Linked DNA regions of Cricetulus griseus: region 1 is linked to region 2. Evidence: chromatin contacts called from public Hi-C data. All regions are on one chromosome and are shown on one strand. Each heading gives the region's core, a stretch centred on a gene start, on an enhancer-like site or on the middle of the called end of the contact. The rest is flanking DNA. Distances are from core to core; before and after follow the strand shown. Region 1 overlaps LOC113830645 (CMP-N-acetylneuraminate-beta-galactosamide-alpha-2,3-sialyltransferase 1). Region 2 holds the start of LOC113830645 (CMP-N-acetylneuraminate-beta-galactosamide-alpha-2,3-sialyltransferase 1).

Region 1 (2,700 bases), core at 154-2,653, 65 kb before region 2:
GAGAATAGAGTAGCGCTCTCCAGGTCTGTGTGGAAAGAATGACTGGCACACAGGTGACTGGCTTAGGGCATCACACTTTCTTGAATCCCAGATGCTTCCTGTATAAAATGTAACCCAACAAGACACCTGGACCGTCGTAAGGGCAAGGTTACTTAAAGGACCAAAGGACACCAGTCATCAAAGAACACAGGCCAGGGTAACCCCTTGGCTCTGGTGTCTCCATTCCTGGAGGTGGTGGCAGCTGGCTCTTCAATACTTTCTGGGGACCAGGGAGACATATGATATGTGAGACACATCAATTATTCAACCGGTGAGGGTGGTCACCATGAGCTTCATGGCCGATCCAGTGAGCTTGTAGCTAGTTTTCACACCCCAGGGCAGTGGTTCTCACTTGTGGGTTGCGACCCCTTTGACAAACCTCTTTCTTCAATAGTATTTATAATACGTTTCATAGCAGTAACAAAATTACAGTTATGAAGTAACAAAAATAATTTTATGGTTGGGTGGGGGTCTCCACAACATGAGGAACTGTGTTTCAGGGTTGCAGCTTTAGGATGATTGAGAAATACTGGCCTAGGGGCCCCCTCACAGTGGCTTGGCTCCCACTTTCCACCTGCCTGCCCCTCTAGACTCTACCTATGCTTGGGAGTACAGACACATTGCCCTTTGGAGCCCACAAGATTGACACCTCCATGGAGAGGTCATCACTCTCATAGCTCTGGGCAGCAGCATTGGCTGGGGCCAATCTGTTCTTCGTGCTTTGCAATTCAGGGTCCCGGCTGCCACCTGTTAGAGCTCCGAGCATCCCTGTGCACTGGACTATAACTAGAGCATAGCCTTTGTGCTCAGCTAGGCCTGGGTGTGAATGCTGAGCCTATCTTTCCTCGTCCAGAGACCCTGGGTAAAACAGTCTACCTCTCTGGGTTCAGGTTTCTCCTTAAGACAGAGTGATCACATTTCTTAAGTGTGTGTGTGTGTGTGTGTGTGTGTGTGTGTGTGTGCCTTGCTTTCTAACAGCCTATAGAAATGAGGAACAGAGCTTTCTGGTATTTAACACGCACTAAAAAGTCATCTCCACCAATGCACAGTTAATGGGGATGAAACTCAGTGGGAAAGCCTCTGACTCAGTTTACACACTAGGAAATGAACCATGAGCTTGAACCGGAGTCCTCATCATCAATTTCTCAGATCTGAGAATGATGACTGTAGACACCATGTCCCTCCCTTTCCCGTGTCTGGTATATCTAACTCTGCGCTAAGCAAAAAGTTCCAGGAAGAAGACGCTGGCCTTGGAAACAGAGTCTCCTGAGCCAGATCTGGGGTTTCTGTGTTCTCATGCAGGGGTGTGTCCTACTTCTGCTCTAATACATCATTTGGAGAACCCATGGCCCAGTGAGTCAGAGCTGGAGGCTGCTGCCTGGAGCCCAGTTGCGGAGAGAAATGCAGCCTGACCCAGCTCCTGCACCACCCATAGCCTGCAGCTGAGGAGTCCTGAGTTTCCTGCTGCTGACACTAGGTGACTCGATTTCTCCTGAAGATGTCTCTCCCCACCTACCACTTCCTGGGGAACTTGGGAGACTGGAGACGTTCAGAAAAACTCTAGGATACTGTAGTTAAAGTCAAAGTTTGTGGTGGCTGCTTCCAAATGGCTGTGTCCACTCAGAGGTGTCACTACTGTGTACCAACCCTGCTTAGAAATGCTTCTTGCTGCCGGGTGTTGATGGCGCACACCTTTAATCCCAGCACTCGGGAGGCAGAGGCAGGCGGATCTCTGTGAGTTCGAGGCCAGCCTGGTCTCCAGAGCGAGTGCCAGGATAGGCTCCAAAGCCACAGAGAAACCCTGTCTCGAAAAACCAAAAAAATAAAAAACCAAAAAACAAAAAAACAAAACCAAAAACAAAACAAAAACTAAAAAAGGAAGAAAGGAAGAAAGGAAGAAAGGAAGAAAGAAAGAAAGAAAGAAAGAAAGAAAGAAAGAAAGAAATTAAGAAAGAAAGAAATGCTTCTTGCTGACCTGGACCCCAGTTCCGGTCACTGTCTACCATGGTGGGCAGTTACCTGGCCCTAAAATAATCTCATTTTTGAGCTTCTCTTGCCAAGATAGCTCTGCAGGCAGTTGGCCAATGATGCCTGGTTAGACAGAAGAGACAGACGCCTTTCTCCTGCTCCACCTTAGTTGTGGAGGCTTCAGGTGGCTTTGCAGTGGATTTTGGGACCTGCCTTCCCAACCTAAAGCCTGAAGATAGATTTGTGTTCTGTGCTGGCTTCCTGAAGCTTCCTGGTCTCAGGGTCCCAGCCAGAGCAGGTACCCTAAATACCTGAGGCCCTCCATTCCCTCAACTTTGCAAAGGACTGGTCTGTGAGGAACACTCATTTCCCTTCCATGCTCTCAGATCTTGGATCCTCAGTGCTTGCTCTGGAGACAAATCCCTAGGATAACATCTCCAACCAAACCTGGCAGCCAGTGGTCACATGTCTACTTATTCCTATCCTGGAAGCCCAACGGACTCCCCATTTTATCTCTGCTTGCTCTGTCCATCCCAGACAGACCTACGACCTGACAGCCTTTGTGTGTATTACACCCGGTGTGATGGACAATTTCCATTGTCAAGCAGGCTGGGTTCAGGATTTACCATGGAAATAAAATAAACCTTACAAAGGTAGAGGGAGGCAGCTGGGGAGATGGCTCAGAGGTTAAGA
Region 2 (2,700 bases), core at 58-2,557:
CGGTCAACTCAATGCCCATCTCGAGTTCAGCCGCGCTGCCTCCCGCAAGGTCACGCTCAAACACTCACACGTAGAAAAGATAAAAAAAAAAAAAAACAACCAAACAAGCAAATAAAAAACTCCAAGGGCTCAAAGTTGCTTGCGCAACGGTCCGATTCGGAGCTAACAGTACTCCAACCGAGTCGCCTTGCCCGGTGTCAACGGTTTCCCACCCCGGTGCACTCATCAAAGGGGCGGAGGACTGTGCCCTGCGCACGTCACATTACAGAGACACGGACAAGTTGCTAACTTTTGTCACATTGTTTCTTGGCAGCTGAGGCGCCTAACAGGGTTGGGGCAGACTCCCAAGTTTCGAGTTGCCACCGCCTGCTCCCTTTGCCCACGCTAATCCACCGGCTTTCCAACACACCTCATGCAGCTGTCCTGTCCTAAGAGCCAACTTGTCCCGGAGATCCGGCGCAGCGCGGGATTAGAGGTGTCCCGGGGGCCCACAGCCTCCTCCCGGGTCTGCGCCTGCTCACAGCGGATTGGGAGACTCCATCCCGGACACTGTCCCACTATCTCTGGTCTAGATAACCAACGGCCTCCAAGCGTCCCCACAGTGTCCCAGCCCAAGACCTCGGCTTCTCTAGAGAGTGTGGGCAAGCAGCCCCTGATGGAGTCTGCTACCCGCGGCCCGGGCTAGGAGCTACTGCGGTGCTGGGTGCAATGTCACCGCGGCCGCTCCGGGAATAGCTGCCACCATCACCGTAGGCTCCCCCACTGAGCTCCGGGAGGCTCCTCCGTTAAGCGCCAAAGAGCCTGGATCCTCAGAGCTGGAGTCTCCTCCCTGACACTCTTCCTGAGACCACCGTGGTGGCCGTGGCTGAGACGGAGCTCTCTCCCTCTCGGCGCCTAGGGTCTTCGGCCCCACTTCCTCTGCCAACCATACCTTCCTAAGTCCCTTCCCCACCCCTGCTGTGCCGGGGTCCGGGCGATCACCTCTGCACTCAGAGAACACATGCGGAATTTCCCGAGCCCCAACTCACGAGGCGGCGCCGTCCCTGGGGCACCCGGACAGCGACCAGCTGGGTGCGCACTCGCCCAACGCCGGAGACACACCGGAGTTGCCCGGCTTGGGGTGCAGAGGAGGTTCGGAGGGGTATCTAAGGAGATGCGTCCGGGATACTCACCCCGACCAGCTCACACCTCCGGGTCCTCCTCTACCTCCTCTTCTGCCTCCTCCTCTCGCCTCCCTCCGGTCTAGGGCTCTTTGTCTTTGCAAAGTGTCGAAAGTATCTGGCATAGTGGGCTCCGGCGGCAGAGGCTAGCGCCGGGAGAGCGGGAGGCGGGGTGAGGATGGGAGCGGCCTCTGGAACACCTTCCCCCGGGTGTAACGGGAGTCGGAGGCGGGGCGTCCGGAGAGGGGCCGCCTTCGCCCGCCGGCTGGGACCAAGCGGCGACTTGGGCGCGCCCAGCCCCGCGGCCGCCTCCACAGCGCGCAGCCCTCCCCTTCCTCCGCCCAGCGCCCGCCCCTCGGAGCCCCGGCGCCCCGGCGCCCCTCCCGCCGGCCTCGGCTCGGCTTTCCCCTTGCTTGGGGCTTCCTGCGAGCCCAATATAGCTCTGCCGAGCCACGTGGACCGCAGCGGGCTGGGTGGAGGCCGGACCGGCCTAAGAGACGCCGGAGGAGGAGGCGCGGGGACCGGATCGCCGCCCCGAGAGAGGGGCTCTGCGGGAACAGCGCGCGAGGCTAGGGAAGAACTCCCCGGAGGCCTCAAGCTCGCGGGGTCAACCCCCGGGACAAGGCGATGGGCGTGCGCCGAGAGGACGTGGCTGGCGGTGCCGAGAAGATCCCTAGTCGGGTGTGCGGTGGAGAGAGGTGGCGATCCCCCCTGCAGAGCCACCTCTTCCTCTAAGGGCGTGGGACTGGAGGTGGGATTTAGGGAAGCTGGGGAAGGGGCTCGGTGGGATTAGGGATCGCGGATGCTAGCGCCTTGGCGCGGCCAGGACTCGGAGCCTCAGAGCCTGGCTCGGTAGCATCCACACCCCCGCCCTTCCAAGATGCTCGCCGCGGGTGTTTTCCTAGCGGATGGACAGGCAGCAGCGTGGCCCTAAGCTGGGCTAAGTGGGAACTTGAGTTACAGGGATTCCCAAGGCAGTTTGAGGCTGGGGATTTAGTTTGGGTACTAGGCTTGCCCTCCCCGTTTTAATAGGTAAGTGAGGCTGGATATACAATTTACCGAGTGCCGGTCACAGACCCTAAATAGTAGGTTTAAAAAGGCATTTGTGAAATCTCGGCTGTCCGTTCGTATCCTCTCACTGGGACTATCTCTCCTGGAAACTTTTCTGTGGAACGTTAAGAGGAAAGACAGGGTGCGCAGGGCTCTTTCCGTTTTCAGCTGAGGCTTCTGGGGTAAACCTTTGCAGTGGAGAAGGCTAGGGCTGCCTAGCTGCTCACTCATCAGAAGGAGATTGTAATTTAGGGGAGAATTTGCGGCGCTTCTCCACGACTGTGTGATCTTGGACTCATCGGTGATGTCCTCCGTTTCCTAGGTTTGCTTGGTGCCTTGACGTCCTCACTTGAAAATAGCCCTAATCTAATCACGGCGTCTGTTTGCTAGGGTTTGTTTTGCTGAGCAAGTGGATACAGGCATGCAGAGCTCCGGAAACTGTCGTTGGTGGCATCTTCTGAGAGCTCAGCCCAAGCCCGCTGCAGAAGGA

Evidence for each region. A called contact is a pair of places that touch in the nucleus more often than the background predicts.
Region 1: a contact with region 2 is called in a Hi-C map of the CHO-K1 cell line, with 5 times the contacts expected there. The contact joins the enhancer-like site here to the promoter of LOC113830645 in region 2. A contact is called at or near these places in 4 of 8 Hi-C or Micro-C datasets (the CHO-K1 cell line and the CHO-S cell line).

Annotation. Positions count from the first base shown.
Region 1 is chr10:21,493,979-21,496,678 of CriGri-PICRH-1.0, reverse strand. All of the region lies in intron 2 of LOC113830645 (CMP-N-acetylneuraminate-beta-galactosamide-alpha-2,3-sialyltransferase 1), which reads right to left. Among named protein-coding and RNA genes, the nearest start is that of Ndrg1, 150 kb to the left of the region's middle. Within about 2 kb of position 1,403, at least 2 of the 6 cell types and tissues checked have open chromatin away from gene starts, as enhancers often do. A contact at or near this core is called in the CHO-K1 cell line, where this site is marked.
Region 2 is chr10:21,428,860-21,431,559 of CriGri-PICRH-1.0, reverse strand. It overlaps LOC113830645 (CMP-N-acetylneuraminate-beta-galactosamide-alpha-2,3-sialyltransferase 1), which reads right to left and starts at 1,307. Exons shown (of 8, transcript XM_027431552.2): 1 at 1,173-1,307. LOC113837448 (translation initiation factor IF-2-like) reads left to right here and starts at 1,319. Exons shown (of 3, transcript XM_035449600.1): 1 at 1,319-1,911. The coding sequence starts at 1,339.